Linked DNA regions of Lactuca sativa: region 2 is linked to region 1. A link is a contact called in public Hi-C data. All regions are on one chromosome and are shown on one strand. Each heading gives the region's core, a stretch centred on a gene start, on an enhancer-like site or on the middle of the called end of the contact. The rest is flanking DNA. Distances are from core to core; before and after follow the strand shown. Region 1 holds the start of LOC111877739. Region 2 holds the start of LOC111877750 (galactoside 2-alpha-L-fucosyltransferase).

Evidence for each region. A called contact is a pair of places that touch in the nucleus more often than the background predicts.
Region 2: a contact with region 1 is called in a Hi-C map of leaf, with 7 times the contacts expected there. The contact joins the promoter of LOC111877750 here to the promoter of LOC111877739 in region 1. A contact is called at or near these places in 2 of 4 Hi-C or Micro-C datasets (both in leaf).

Annotation. Positions count from the first base shown.
Region 1 is chr4:201,792,709-201,796,573 of Lsat_Salinas_v11, forward strand. It overlaps LOC111877739, which reads left to right and starts at 2,095. Exons shown (of 4, transcript XM_023874248.1): 1 at 2,095-2,301; 2 at 2,344-2,997; 3 at 3,080-3,179; 4 at 3,411-3,865. The coding sequence starts at 2,095.
Region 2 is chr4:202,004,250-202,008,112 of Lsat_Salinas_v11, forward strand. LOC111877750 (galactoside 2-alpha-L-fucosyltransferase) reads right to left here and starts at 2,603. Exons shown (of 2, transcript XM_023874255.3): 1 at 2,076-2,603; 2 at 330-1,952. The coding sequence starts at 2,325. The coding sequence ends at 448. TRNAT-AGU (transfer RNA threonine (anticodon AGU)) reads right to left here and starts at 197; the gene lies at 124-197.

The DNA.
Region 1 (3,865 bases), core at 845-3,344:
CAAGTGCTTGAAGCACAGTTGTGCTTCAGGCACTTGTACTTTCGCAGATGATAATTTTTTTTTTTTTTTAATTTTTTCGGTATAAATAGGGGTAATTTCGCAGATGGAGAAGGTCCCATCTGCGAAATCCTCTGATCCTATCTGCGAAATGATGCAATTTTTTTTTTTTTTTTTTTTTTTTTTTTTTTAAAGTTTGACTATGGAATGAATTGGTTTGACTACGAAATGAGCTTTGCTATATAAAAACTTTTGTAGAAAAAATATCATTTTGGTTGTTATTTGTTTGTGAAATACTCTCTATCTCTACAATTTGCTCAAAAAATGATTGAATACTTGGTTTGTCTTGTAACCAAAATGATATTTTTTCTACAAAAGTTTTTATATAGGAAAGCCCATTTCGTAGTCAAACCAATTCATTCCATAGTCAAACTTAAAAAAAAAAAAAAAAAAAAAAATTGCATCATTTCGCAGATAGGATCAGAGGATTTCGCAGATGGGACCTTCTCCATCTGCGAAATTACCCCTATTTATACCGAAAAAATTTAAAAAAAAAAAAATTATCATCTGCGAAAGTACAAGTGCCTGAAGCACAACTGTGCTTCAGGCACTTGTACTTTCGCAGATGAGAAGCCCATTTCGCAGATGGGACCTTCTCATCTGCGAAATGGGTGGCTAAATATGTAATCTCGATTTTTTTTGGCTATTTTTGTAATGCAATTAGTGTAATTGGCTATTTTTGTCATTTTCTCTCTCTCTCTCTCTCTCTCTATATATATATATATATATATATATATATATATATATATATATATATATATATATATATATATATATATATATATATATATATATATATATATATATATGCTTTTTTCAGTATATTATGATTAAAGAAATTAAAACATTCATATTTCGGTCATAATTTTTTCTTGTAAGAAAAAAAAATCTAAAAAAATCAATTTTTTTAACATTTAATCATTTATAAAATGAGCATAAACACACAAATTTGTGATTTTTTTTTTATTTTTATAAAATCAAAAAAAATTCAAAAATCACAAAAACGAGAAGGATACTTGTATTCATTATATTAGTGACTTTATATAAAGAATTTTTTAAAATAACTTTTTGAAGTTTTTATATTTGAACTTTAATAAATATTAGTTTTTATAAAATCATAAAATATAAAAAATATTTTTTTCATCCAAATTAAGAAAAAAAAACAGATGAATGACTTTTTCATTTTACTATTTTAGTGAGTTTGTGAAAAATAAATTAAAATTGTTGTTGTTTAGGTACTTACAGTTTGTTTCAAAGATTCCAAGTTTTTATAAAAATTAAAAATCAAATATTTAGTTTAAAAGTTAAAAAACTAATAAAACAAAAACAAAAAACAACAATTAAGTTCAAAGATGTATTAAAAATTAATCGTCAGTCGTGCTCTACGAGGGTGTCCCGGAACTACGTTCCGACAGTCAACTTAGTCTCCAAAAGAGAGATGGATATGTGAGTTGGTACGTCGTCATACTTTTAGATTTGACATGGTTCTGAAGAAAATATTCATTATATTATAATAATATAACTTGGATGGATATGTGTTCTTTTTGTTTATTTTACATTTTGACAAATAACTCTAAATTTAAAAATAAAAATATTAAATGATATATTAATTAAAAATTTGTTAGATACTACAAAATATTTTATTTTTAATTAAATAAACATCCTTTGGATAATACAAAATTGTTAATTGTTGAGCTTTTAATAAATAAAATTAATATAGTAATGATAAAGTTTAATCATAGAAACTATAAAATATAAATGTTTAAATTAAAAGCTTGATATACTTTGAGGGGTAAATAAGTAAATAGAAGAATCAATTGGGTGATGCTAATAAGACACCCTTAGACATGCTAATGACCCTTTTATAAGAAGTCAACCTATAATTAACTACTTATAAGTAGTTTTTTTTGCAAAACAATGTAATTTCAACCAATAAAAATATCAAAATTTAATTAGCATGTTTGTATGATAAAATGAAATGTCTTTGTAGCCAACCCTTATACTGATGATGAAAGGAAGACAACAATATTAAAATAGATGGTGAAGGAGAAGAAGTGCTCTCTTGGTGAAGTCCATACAGTTACCTTTCAAGTGGGTCAAAAGTATAAAGGTAAAAAGGAAATTAAGGACAAAGTCAACAAACTTGCCACTGAGACTAGAAGGAATCTTGGGTTCAAGAAAAATGACAAAACAAGGCTTAAGGTTGTGTGTAAAGGTAATGTACCTAATGTAAATGCAAGTGAGGTAGGTAAGGATAATAAAGTGAATTGATCTTGATCAATGCAGACTTTAAGGTCAAAAGATAGTGATTATTGGTATGTGAAAACTTTACTGTACAAACATACTTGTGTTCAAACTAGAAAACTTAGGGCTTGCACTACGAAGTATATATCCACAGAAATCTTAGACATGGTCGAGTCTAACCCTACTGTACCCCTTCGAAGCATTCCAGACCAAGTTCAGAAAAGGCTTCAAGTTGGTGTGTCCATACACAAAGTACAGAGGGCAAAAGCAACAACTACAAAGCAAGTGACTGGTGACTACACAAAGCAATACATGGTGTTAAAAGATTATCTTATGGAACTACAAGAAACTAATGTGGATACAACTGTGAAACTTGAGGTTGTTAATGAGCCTAACAATGCTAGAGAAACAAGGCAGTTTAAAAGGGTGTATATTTGCTTAGGGGCATTAGATAAAGGGTTTAAAGCAGGCTTAAGAGATATTCTCGGACTAGATGTTGTTTTTATGAAAGGACCATTTCCAGGCCAAGTACTCACTGCAGTTGGATTGGATTCAAACAATGGCATATACCCACTTGCATATGCCATTGTTGAGACTGAAAATATGAGTAGCTGGAAATGGTTTCTAGAATGCTTAAGATATGACTTAGAGTTGTACTCAAATTCTAACTTTACTTTCATGAGTGATAGACAAAAGGTACTATTTACTTCGTTTTGTATAACTAATAGTTCATTTGTATATGAATGTTGGAATGATTATGTGGGATAATCTTTTACAGGGACTCTTACCTGCTATTGCACAACTATACCCACAAGCTAAGCATCGTTTCTGTCTAAGGCATATTTATGAAAAAATGAGGAAAAATGGAAAACAAAAGAGTATAAAGATCACTTATGGCAGTGTGAAACATCAACCACAGTACCAGAATTTGAACACTACATGAATGAACTTGGCAAGTTTGATAAGGATGCTTTTGAGTGGTTGAAGAAAATCCCCCCTCACCATTAGGCCAGAAGCCACTTTTCAGGTTATATTCCCTACCTTAGGTGAAGCTTTACTAGTGCTCATTGCATTTGACTTATTTGATATAATGTTCTTATTTAATACAGGCAGAGCAGGATCAGATATATTGCTCAACAATTTGTGTGAGGTTTTCAACATTAAGCTTATTCACGGTAAGAATAAGCCCATCATAAGTTGTCTTGAGTACATCAGGCAGTACCTTATGAAGAGGATCTGCAATGTGAAGAAAGTGATGTCTAAAGCTCCAGGTCCACTCACTCCAACATCATCAAAGTTACTTGAGAGAAATGGGGAAGCTTCAGTCCAATATAGGCCTAGATGGAATGGGACTGCAAAGTATGAAGTTTATGGTCCTTGGCATGACCAGCATGTGGTTGACATGACAAATATGTCATGTACATGCAAAAGGTGGGAGTTGAATGGGATTCCATGCAGACATGCCATAGCTACAATACATGAAATGGCTGATAGTGGAGACAAAGTTGGGGAGCTTTACACTTATGTCAACAAACTGTATTGGCTTCAAACTTGGAATGAGGCT
Region 2 (3,863 bases), core at 1,353-3,852, 210 kb after region 1:
AGTAAATATGATACCAAAACTAATATTTACAGTTTCAGCCCCTGAGGTTAAAAAAATAATAAAAAATCCACAGTTTCAGCCCCTGAGTTAATATTTACAGTTTCAGCCCCTGAGTTAAAAAGTTGCTTTCATTGAGAGTCGAACTCAAGACCTCCCGCTTACTAAACGGGTGCTCTAACCAACTGAGCTATGAAAGCAAGTTGCTTTTATCTCAGCTCAAATAAGACTTATTGTAAAATATTATTATAAATTCCCAAAAATTAGATATAATTCATTGTGCCTGAAACAACCCTACAATATGACTATCATTATACATTTATACTGTATCATTCTATCTATCATTCCCAATAACATTACAAAATCGAAAGTGGGCAAAACCCCAAATGTATTCTCATAACTACTACTAAAACATAGATCAACAAAAAATTTCATAAAAGTGAAATCAAACTAAGCTACATTGACACCTATCGGATTAACAAGTTTCAGACCCCAACTCATATCCTCACAATGTCGAACATGAGGAACAACTTCACCAGTATCAATCCCACTTCTCTTTTTGCAATCAAAAAACGGTGGAGCATGAAAGCAAGGCTCAATCGACATGGCTTTAGTGCAAGCTGGATTTGGGGTTGTTTCATTCTCGGGTTTATTCAAGATCCATGGATTCAATCCTCCAAGACTTTGAGCTACATACCCAAAAGTTGACCATGAACTCGTAATCAACTTATCTGTTAAACTCAGTAAGTACATTTCTGCCCATGCTTTCCTGTTATGCATCTTCTTCCCCGTTTGTTGATACCCTTCATGACTCGGTTGAAAAACTTGAATCACTTCTCCTGTTACAGTCGGATTCTCCCAATACATGTCTCTTATCTTCTCAAAGTATCCCGAGCTTAGAGATGTTAAAATTACAGCTTTTGAGATTTGGTTTTTTGGTGTCACGGAAGATTCGTTTTGATTGATTTCTGGAAGAAAGTTGTTGTGTAAAGAACATGAGAGGATTTGATCGAGTACGTATTGAAATGGGCCAGGTCTCGTGTCAAAAACTCTCACTTGGATGCCGATTTTTTCATCTGCTTGTGATAGATATGAGTTGTAGTATCGTGTTATGAGACCCCAGATTGGATTTCTTGGGAAGAACAGATATCTACCTAAAAAATGGAAAACCGTTTGTTGATCTGGGAAGAGGGTGAGTAGTTCTTGTTCGAATGATGGCATTAAGAATAGAGATGGGATGAAATAGTTGTCGGATTTCATGATTACCCATGGAACGTTTTGAAGAAAGCTTTGATCTTGATCGCAGAAGAAAAGCTTGTCGTTAGCATCGTAATCATGAACCAGATGAAGATACACATACCCAGATGATGAAGATGATGACGACGATGAATTGTTTGAAACTATACTACCGAAACACTCAGGAGATTTCTGATTCAAGCTTTTGAATTGATCATAGATTGGGAAATCGAGAGGGAGTAGCCATGAGACTTCAGGGAAAGGTTCGCAGAAGAGATCATCCATGTCAACTCCTCGATCAATAAGTAAGACTCGATCTGTTAAAAGGGCGTAAAGAAAAGCCGAACCCAATGTCAAGATTCTGTTCCCGAGTCCACTGAACGAAACCCAGATCAGATACTTGCAATCTGAAGCTTCTTCTTCGATCATACCATTTGATCTTAGTTTTCCTACAGTTTTGTTGTATGATTCTGTATAAGGTCCACAACGTTTATGAAGAGCTTCATATCTTCGTAGCTTCGAGATTAGAAAAGAAGAAGGTTTATAAGGTGATTCTTTACGATATGATGCTGATTCGTATCTACTGAGGCAAGAATCTTGATCGAATCGACTGGAAAGAAGCCCACCAAGTAGCTTGTCTTCGTGCTCAAATCCTGCAGAATGTAGCTTCTTTTTGTGCTTCACAAACGACTCCATTGGATCATCTTCTTGACCAAAATCTATTACACACAAAAGATATCGAAAATAAGAAAACTGTGTGATATAGTTGGATTTGATCATTGAATTCAAAGATAATGTAATAATGCAGAAGGAAGTAGATAGAAATGAATTTTGATTAATACCTCTGGGAGATGCCATATCATTATCAAGAACTCGAGCATCAGCAACAGCCCAGATGCTATTTGGTGAAGAATCCTTCAAAATGATGGAAATTGAGAACAAAACTGAAAGACCCATCAAGCAAACAACAAAACACCCCATTAATTTCAAAGGATTTAACCCAAATCTCGTCTGTTGATCCCGGGATATATCGCCGCCTCCGAGATCGGAAAACTTGGGTGGATCGCCGTAATTTTTGTTCAATCTTCTCATATCTGGCTACAGGTGCGAGAAGAACGGTGAGCAATGAAGTCAAAACTGCAGACTTATAATCAGTGGCTTCGTTTTGTAGAGCAAATAGTTTGAATCGATGAAGTGTGTGGAAAAGGTGTAAGTGTGTGTGTTTGTTGATGAATCGGAGGAGTTGATTCCGATTGTAGTTGTTTTATGGTACTACGAATCGACAATATTTGGGTTTGACGGTGAGTGTTGGATGCATCGGCATCAGAGGACATAGATTGTCGGTGACACCTTCGATAATCGAATTTGATTCATGGAATTTGGGTCGAAATATCTTGGGAGTTAGGCTTGAGCCCAAAAGAAGAGATGGAATTTCAAGAAACAAAAATTACAAGCCCACATTTTTTCAATATTCCATGTAGGCATGGCAATGGAGTGGGTTTTGACCCTGATTCGATCCAAACCCTTAACAATTATATGGGTTTGGAGCATAGTTTTTGATCTGTTTACCCATTAACGACCCGTACCCGCTAACCATTTTATTAAAAGGGTCGGGTATGGATCATCATCGATCCGCTCCGTTTATAACACGCCCCATATAAATTTTAGAAATATAAATTTATATTTTATATTACCTAAAGTTTACATTAAATTCCAATCAGTAGTCCAAAGAGAAAAGCTCAAAGACTAAATTGTTTTTACATAGGACTCGAGGACTCAACTTCTAGACTTCCAGTCTTCTTCCAAGAGTCATGATTTCAATTCATTTATATTTCATCATGTAATCACCAATTTCATTTATAAATCAATAAGGTCATTTATCAACTGAAAGAAATTTTGTAATTGCTATTCTCTATCAATGCAATCGACGATCAAAAACCGATTGGAAGTAACTAAAATAAGGATTTTAATTCCAATAGAAAGTCTTCGAATACATAATGTGTTTTCTAAATCAAAACTTAGTTTTATATAATAAATTTGATTTTATGATTTAAGTAAAATGTGTTTGATTATTCAAAAAACTTACGGGTTACGGGGCGGGTTTGGATATCTGCTGATTCGGTGGATAAGGGTATGAGTTTGATTATTCAAAACCCTGCGGATTACGGAGCGGGTTTGGATCGGATTTTGAAATTTGTTAAAAGAGTTTGGATCAAGGTCGATTCGCTCCAAACCCGCCCCATTGCCAGGTCTAATTCCATGGTATTTTCAAATCTTCAATCTTATAATTTCAAAGTCTTAAAATTCGCATTGGACAAAGTGAAAATTTTTAATAAAATACAACCGACTCCTAAATCTATAGATGTAATTTTCAAAAAAATAATTTTATCATAAAAAAAGTTTAACGATAGAGTTTGTAGAGTTTGTTGTCGTTTATCTTATCACTCGTTGTATTGTGATACTAATTTTTATTAAAAAATTTCATGTAAAAAAATGGAAAAAATAAAATCCCAAAGATTGAAAAATACATGGAGGTGATGCTACTTTCTATGCGGCTTCAAAACAAGTGTATTTGATATATCATTATTATTATTTGAGTAAGTTAGTAGATAAACTAACCGATCCGAATA